Linked DNA regions of Sus scrofa: region 1 is linked to region 2. The links are chromatin contacts, called in public HiChIP or PLAC-seq maps. All regions are on one chromosome and are shown on one strand. The core of a region is the stretch at or near the end of the contact, and the rest is flanking DNA. Distances in the headings are between cores, read along the strand shown.

The links. HiChIP or PLAC-seq counts read pairs in DNA pulled down with a chosen protein or histone mark.
Region 1: a contact with region 2 is called in an H3K27ac HiChIP or PLAC-seq map of alveolar macrophages. The contact joins two enhancer-like sites. A contact is called at or near these places in 1 of 47 Hi-C or Micro-C datasets (embryonic fibroblasts) and 1 of 2 datasets of contacts at active chromatin or transcription factors (alveolar macrophages).

What each region holds. Positions count from the first base shown.
Region 1 is chr13:133,508,401-133,511,887 of Sscrofa11.1, reverse strand. No RefSeq gene overlaps it. Among named protein-coding and RNA genes, the nearest start is that of NRROS, 14 kb to the right of the region's middle. Within about 2 kb of position 2,112, at least 23 of the 83 cell types and tissues checked have an H3K27ac peak or open chromatin away from gene starts, as enhancers often do. A contact at or near this core is called in alveolar macrophages, where this site is marked.
Region 2 is chr13:133,180,659-133,184,521 of Sscrofa11.1, reverse strand. PIGZ (GPI mannosyltransferase 4) reads right to left here. Exons shown (of 7, transcript XM_021070121.1): 4 at 1,366-3,863. NCBP2 (nuclear cap-binding protein subunit 2) reads right to left here. Exons shown (of 5, transcript XM_003358764.5): 2 at 1,366-3,863. The coding sequence starts at 1,443. Among named protein-coding and RNA genes, the nearest start is that of NCBP2, 5.4 kb to the right of the region's middle. Within about 2 kb of position 1,396, at least 67 of the 83 cell types and tissues checked have an H3K27ac peak or open chromatin away from gene starts, as enhancers often do. A contact at or near this core is called in alveolar macrophages, where this site is marked.

The sequences.
Region 1 (3,487 bases), core at 863-3,362, 330 kb before region 2:
TTTCCCAGAACACCCCACCAAAAGTCTTTTTCTATCCTCCCTGGCCTGAATTAAGTCACACCCTACCCCCTGTAATAATAACAGTTCATTGGAATTGGGATTTTGCTGATGAGCCATGACCTAAACCATGGTCCCTGTTTAATCCAGAGGTAGAGTTAGCTTTCTTCAAATCCCCTGGATTGCCTGGTGGATATGTGGTTCCTAGACAAAAGTTGGTGTAGTCTTCAGGAATAAGGAAATGGATGGAGGCTGGAAGGACAAGCACAATGTCACTGAACATGGCAGAAACATTAGTAAAATTTGATATAGATCCTACAGAAGAGAAACTGAGAAATGAAATTTTAAAATGTAGGTGAAAAAGAACTGGTACTGGAGTTCCCATCATGGCACAGTGGTTAATGAATCTGACTAGGAACCATAAGATTGTAGGTTCAATCCCTGGCCTTGCTCAGTGAGTTAAGGATCCTGCATTGCCGTGAGCTGCGGTGCAGGTCACAGACGCTGCTTGAATCCTACGATGCTGTGGCTCTGGCGTAGGCCGGCAGCAATAGCTCTAATTGGGCCCCTAGCCTGGGAACCTCCATGTGCCGGGGGAATGGCCCTAGAAAAGGCAAAAAGAAAAAAAAGAAAAGAAAAGAAAAGAATTGATCCTGGTAAAAATATTTCAGTTGAATCAAGATAAAAGTGGATAAAAATGGAACTATTTCAAATAAGTGTCATAGAAAGATGATCAGGGACCTAAATTGATTTAGTGGTGTGTATTCCAGAACGCGCCTTCCTGCTGAGAATTCATCAGTATTAGTATCATTCATTTGAAATGTCAGTATTGCAAACCTCCCTGGGGACCAAATGGCAGGGATGGAAATGTTCTCTAGCCCTAGTGACTGCTGTCTCTTTGAGGTACCCATGAGCCATCTCAGTAATAATGCATTTTGAGTCTGGTACTAGCCATAAATACACTGGCTTATGATGTGTGGAAGTGAATTTTCTCACTGTTTTGAAATGGCAGTAAGTGCCTGTCTCCAGAGGTCTGTCCCTTAGACAGTGCCTCAAGGATAATTCATCTGCATGTCTCCCCACACTCTGGCAAATAATGTGGCTGGTCACATTCTTGGAATTCAAAGAGAAACGCTGGGGTTGTCTTCTGCAATTTTTCCCTCCCACCTCGGCTTAACTTTTCCCCTGGGCGTTTCTGTTCTAAGAACATTCCCTGTGACAGAGAAAACAGAAGCAAAATACAAACTGAGTTCTGCTTTCTCTTTGTCACCCACCAACATGACAACTTTGACCACAAAAAAATGTATCCCCTTTTTGCTTTGAATATGACTTTATGAAGCCCTTTACAGGCCTCAATTCATGTGAGGCTTTCACTTTCTCAAAAGCAAATTAGACATCTGTTCCACCTCTTAGTGTCCGTCAGTGGTTCTGCTCCATCCCCATCCATCTTTGGCTCACTTTTTCTTACCATCAAATAAACAAACACATATGTAACTATGATTTCTTTGAGTCCCTTCCGCTTTTTTACAGACTTGAGATTTCACAGGTAAAGCAAATGTTCTTAAGAAGAAAACCAGATTCTTGAGCATCTCTCTAAAGTCTCAAGCCATGTTTTTTGTTTTGTTTTGTTTTGTTTTTTAACGGTGAAAATCTGGAGAACACATCTAACAGTGTCCTGCCGTGTCTCTTACGATCGAAAACTTTGAAAAGACACAGTTGCTCTCTCCCAAGGCTCCTGTCACTTCCACTCTGCCACCCAATTCCTCCTTTTGGCCAAATTTAGGTTCAGAGTGGCAGTTCCCCTTATTACTTCCTCTCCTCTCTGGAAGACGAAATTGCCCACCAGCAATAATACTCGTTAAGCTCTATTGAGCCCTTGCTGTGTGAAAGGCGCCTTTCCCGTGAGGAGGCTGAGGCCCAGAGAAGCTAAGTATCTTGCTCAAGTTCGTCCTCCTGGCAGGTGGTGCAGCATGAACACCGGTGCCAGAGTCTGACGCCAGAGCCCATGTTCTGTCTCGGGTTACAAGAGCTTGCTTCCCGGTCTGGTTTGAGCTGCGTAGACCTCCAGCCGGCCGGGCCTGAGGAAGATCTCCCGTCAGCATCTCCCCTCCTCCCCGGCGCCTTTGTGACGCGGAGAGGCTGTGGTCCATTTCCTGCATCTGGTTGTGGGAGCTGTCTGTGGTAATTCCCACCGCAACATCCTTTCTGGATTTCTCCTCTCCTTCCACCCTCAGCTTTCAATCCTTGTGACCTGCAACCCAACACCCTCTTGGCTGTTGGGTTCCTTGGTTTACCCTCCTAAGGTTCCTTGGTTACCTCCCAGTATCTCTTCATCCGCTCCGCTCACAAGTAACACGGAGAGGCTTTTCTTAAACCCCTGCCCCCGCCACGGGCCATTTCGCATTCATTGCAGACTTGGCTGGGAGAAAGGGGATGGCGGCACACCTCTGGGGGCCGCTTGAGACTGGTGATGGGTTTCCAAGCAGAATGACTCTTTCCTCTGGATCCTCCTCTAAACAGTTCTGCTCTTTTTATTTTTTCTAAAGTTGGATCCGTTTGGGGAATTCCGTGCCTTTTGGGTTTTTTAAGTCTTTTTTTTTTTTCAATTAAATTTCTTTTTCTTTTTTTTGGCGGGGGGGGGCCTTTGTTTGTCTTTTCAGCGCCGCACCAACAGCTTATGGAGGTTCCCAGGCTAGGGGTCTAATCGGAGCTGTAGCTGCCGGCCTACGCCACAGCCACAGCCATGCCAGACCTGAGCCACGTCTGCGATCTACACCACAGCTCACGGCAACACCGGATCCTTAACCCATTGAGTGAGGCCAGGGATTGAACCCACAACCCACAATCCTGGTTCCTAGTTGGATTTGTTTCTGCTGTGCCACGACAGACACTCCTTTTTTTTTTTCAATTAAATTTCTGCCCAAGTCTGCTTTCCTTCCCACAATCACTGAGAGTACATCTGACGAGTAATTGTAAAAAAATGATAACCACCGTGAAAACAACTAACAAATCACTGAGCTCTTAATGTACATCATCAGGCCCTGTTCTAAGGGCTTATAGTATTAACTTATTTAGTTTGCTCAGAATAATTCTACAAAGGAGGTGCTATTATTCTTTTTTCTTGTTTTTGGCTGCCCTGTGGCATATGGAGTTCCTGGGCCAGGAATCAGATCCAAGCTGAAGTTGCGACCTATGTTGCAGCTGCAGCAAGGCCGGATCCTTAAGCCATTGTGCTGGGAGGGGATTCAACCTGGGTGCTGGCGCTGCAGAGACACAGCTAATTCCATTGAGCCACAGCAGGAAATCCAAGTAGGTATTATTAATATCAGCATTTTACAAATAGGCAAACAGGCATGGAGAGGCCACACAACTAACTGAGCAGCTCATTTCTACTGATAATCATCCAATTCGTGTCTAACATAGAACAAAGCCTATATAAATCTGTTTCTTTTACAAACTTTCTGTTAATTATTTTCCGCCAATCCGTAAG
Region 2 (3,863 bases), core at 147-2,646:
GGTCCTAATTTACTATTCTCATTCTGCATGAGGAAAGAGCTAAGTAACTTGTCCAAGTCACACAGCTCATCAGTAGTTGTAGCTGGAATCCAAACCCAGTCTTCAATACCCTATTTCCTTAAAAAGTTGACAGGAATCATTCTATGTTAAAAATAGGTTTTTTCAGGACTTTGAAATGAGAATTAAATAATTTATATTACTACTTTATATTACCGACTTGTTAAAATTATGATCAAGAGGCATATTCCTTTCTTTTCATATAAGTAGTATCCCAACATAGAGCCTACAATTAAGACAACTGTAGTGTACTTATTTAAATTAAGATAGCTGTAGTGTAAGTACTTATTTAAGGTATGATATTGGCCTCAAATTTCCTGTTTCCCTAGCCTACTAACACATTTTAAACATTCTCCACACCTACCCTCTTCTTTATGTGCCCACTCCTTTCCCAGTCACAGGAGAATTTTCTGAATTCTCACAGCCCCTCTCTTTCCATTCATCATTTCTGCTCTAGACTACCTGCCTCCACTGTAAATCCCTACACTTCCACCGTCCTTCCATTTACAATCCTATAAACCCTAGAGGATTATGAACTCTTAGGGTGTGGAAACTCTTCCCTCTCCCTCCAGAGTTTAGCAAAAGGCTTCAGCAACAGTACAATATAAACTTTTCAAATAACCAACAGTTAATAAGTGGCGCCTTCACCCCACCCCCACCTTTTTTGATACTGAAGACCTCACCTTAAAAACCCGCAGCCTCCCCCTTCCCACAGAATCTGCTATGATGTGGGCCAACCGAAAATTTCCCTCAGCAGTTCTCTAATCTTGACAATCAGACACCTAACATGATGGTCCACTCGGAGGGCTCCCTAAAGGTGGAGGCAAGGCTCAACTCTGTCTCCCACCCACCAGGTACAACTCTGTGAGGCCGTTTTACTGCCCAAGGGAATGGATGCGAAACACCAAAGCACAGTTAGGCTGATCTAATTTAAGGTAAATAATTAAAAGCCCCGGTATCTCAGTCAAGAAGGTGCCTTCACACGCTCCACATATCAAAAGAATACCCCTTCCCCTCATCGCAAAGTCACAGTTTGTGAAAATGTGAGCTACCGCTACTACAGCCGCCCATCTGCATCGGCCGGGGAACAGGGAGCAGCTACCAGGGGATGTAAAAGGGAGTTTCAAATTCCCCTCCTAGGAGAGAAAGGGATTTGGTGATAACCAAACGCCCTTTCAGCATCCACTCCCCAGTAGGCACCGAGGCCCGGCTTAGCGAGAATGGGAGACGACACAAAGAGACAAAAGCAAGCCAATTCTCAGCATTCTGGCCCGGGACCTCCCCTTCTCGCGGCCCAGCTTCACTCACCCGGAAGTGCTGGTCCCGGTACTGGCTCAGTTCGACGTAGGAGTCGCTGCGCAGCGCCTTCAGCAGGCCACCCGACATAGTGCAGAGTCCTAGCCGACGACGCTTCCACCCCAAGAATAATTCGGCCACCGCGGCGGTGGCGGAACCGGAAACGCACTAAAGGCGGCTGCCGAAAGTGAAGGTCCCGCGACCCAATCCCAGCGCGGCAGTGTCGTCATTCCGCGGCGCCGACGCAAACGTGGTTCCTTGTCTGACGTCGCCGATCAGAAGCAAGAGCGGCGTGTTCCGGGTTCCGAGTCGCTCCGAGGATGGTTCTACGGCGGCTGCTGGCGGCCCTGCTGCACAGCCCTCAGCTGGTGGAGCGTCTCTCCGAATCGCGGCCTATCCGGCGTGCGGCGCAGCTCACCGCCTTCGCACTGCTGCAGGCCCAGCTGCGTGGCCAGGACGCGGCCCGACGCATTCGCGCCCTCGCGGCTGGGCCCGCGGGTTCCCTGGGTCGCCGCGCTGCGCGCTTCAAAGACACCTTCACTCAGGAGCTACGCCGCGGCCTCCGGGAGCGCCCGCGGCCACCACCAGGTAGTCAGAAGGGCCCAGGAGCAAACCCCTAAACCCACGCTGTGCCGGGCCGAGGTGGCCTGTTAGACTTTCTGAGCTCCACACTGGCCTTGGCGCTAAGGAGTCATCCTGGACACCATGCACAGCTCCGAATCCTAAGACCGTCCGCTTCCTCAGGTCCCACTCATCAAAGGGCCCAGGCCAAACCGACAGCCCTGGTGAAGCCCTCTGTTTGGATAGGACACAGTGTATGAAGAAAGCACTGGAAGCCTGACAGAAAGCAAGACAGACACTGCCCTGATGTACCACGGGCAGAGAGCCATGGACCAGAGTACAGCGGGAAAGACAATCTGCCCTCAGCGAAGAGGACGAAAACGTAAAACGATACTGCTGCCTCCTCACTGCTCTAGCAGGGCACCACTCCCAGGGGAGATCCTGGATGGAAGACAGTCCTGCAGTTGCCAAACTCCTCTGATTAAATATGTGAGCTGAGTAATGGGTATTATTACCGGACAAGGTTCTTTTGCCCCACGCTGCAAGCCAAACGCTGAGATGCAGAGGTTTGCAAAAACGGGGTTTAATTCCAAGGTAGCCAAGGGAGGAGGGGGAGAGCTAACCTCAGATCCATCTTCCCCAAAGCAAGGGGCCTGGGATAAAGAAGAGGCGTGGCCTGGGGAATGTAGGGGAAAGGCAGTTGGCCAAAGGTGTGGTAATTGTAGTCCTTCATAAGTGTAGCTAAGCTGCCAGTGTCTACATGTTGAAAAATGGAGGCTCTTAGCACCAAGTGAGGGTAGAGTTTTCCCACTCTCTTGATGTCAGAAGGTCAGGAGCATGTCTACTTGGTCGTATCCAGCCTTAACCAGCTCAGCTTTAACTAGACATAGCCGACTACAAGCTCCTGGAAAAAAAAACTCTGTCAAACATCTTGTTCAGGTAGGCTTCTGCTACGTGAAGGAGATGCAAGTCTTAAAACGACCTTGAGTTCCCATTGTGGTGCAGCAGAAACGAAATCTGCCTAGGAACCATGAGGTTGCATGGTTCCCTGGCCTCACTCAGTGGGTTAAGGATCTGGTGTTGGTATGAGTTGTGGTGTAGGTTGTAGACATGGCTCAGATCCTGCTGTGGCTGTGGTGTAGGCCAGCAGCTGTAGCTCCAATTCGACCCCTAGCCTGAGAACCTCCATGTGCCACAGGTGTGGCCCTAAAAAGCAAAAAAAAAAAAAAAAAAAAAAACTCGATTAGTGAAGGCAGGTGAAATGGATTTGACTCATTACCCATGGTTTCAGAATGAGTGTGGTACTTCTCTGGCAAAGTGGATTAGGATTCTTGGGGACCATGGGCCCAGGTAATACTTGTTAACACATATTGAGTACATAATCTGTACTGGCACTTGCTAATTGCATTCTCTGTGAGTTATCCCACCCCTTAACAGCCACTTTAACATGAGGAATTGCAGGCTCCTTAAGTTGTACACAGAAGAGACTTATGAATACAGCCCAAGACCCTAATCACAGCTCTCCAAGGCATTTAGCCTGACTTTCAGTGCTTGCCTTCCCTGCCACCGCTACCACCATCACCAGGGCATTAGGACAGACAACTGCCTACCATGGAAAAGCTACCTGGATTCCTAGTCCTTAAGAGAGTCTAGATATATTCTAAAGACTATGCTCCAGCTAACAGACCCATGACTAACAAGTCCATTGTATATGCTGATTATCTCTAATCTGGCTACACAGTTAATCATGCAAGGGAGAAAGCTCTAAGCCTCAGGAGAAGCTTTTAGGCTGGCAACCAAACAATTTTTACTTTGGTTTTTCTGATGGGCATAGAGGGAGGTAGAGAGGGCCAGAGAACTAACTACCCTGATCACAGAGAAACGAGAGCAGCTTGTTCTCCATTTTCCTAATGGTCAGAGTTCTGATTTGACACACCACCCTCCAGTCT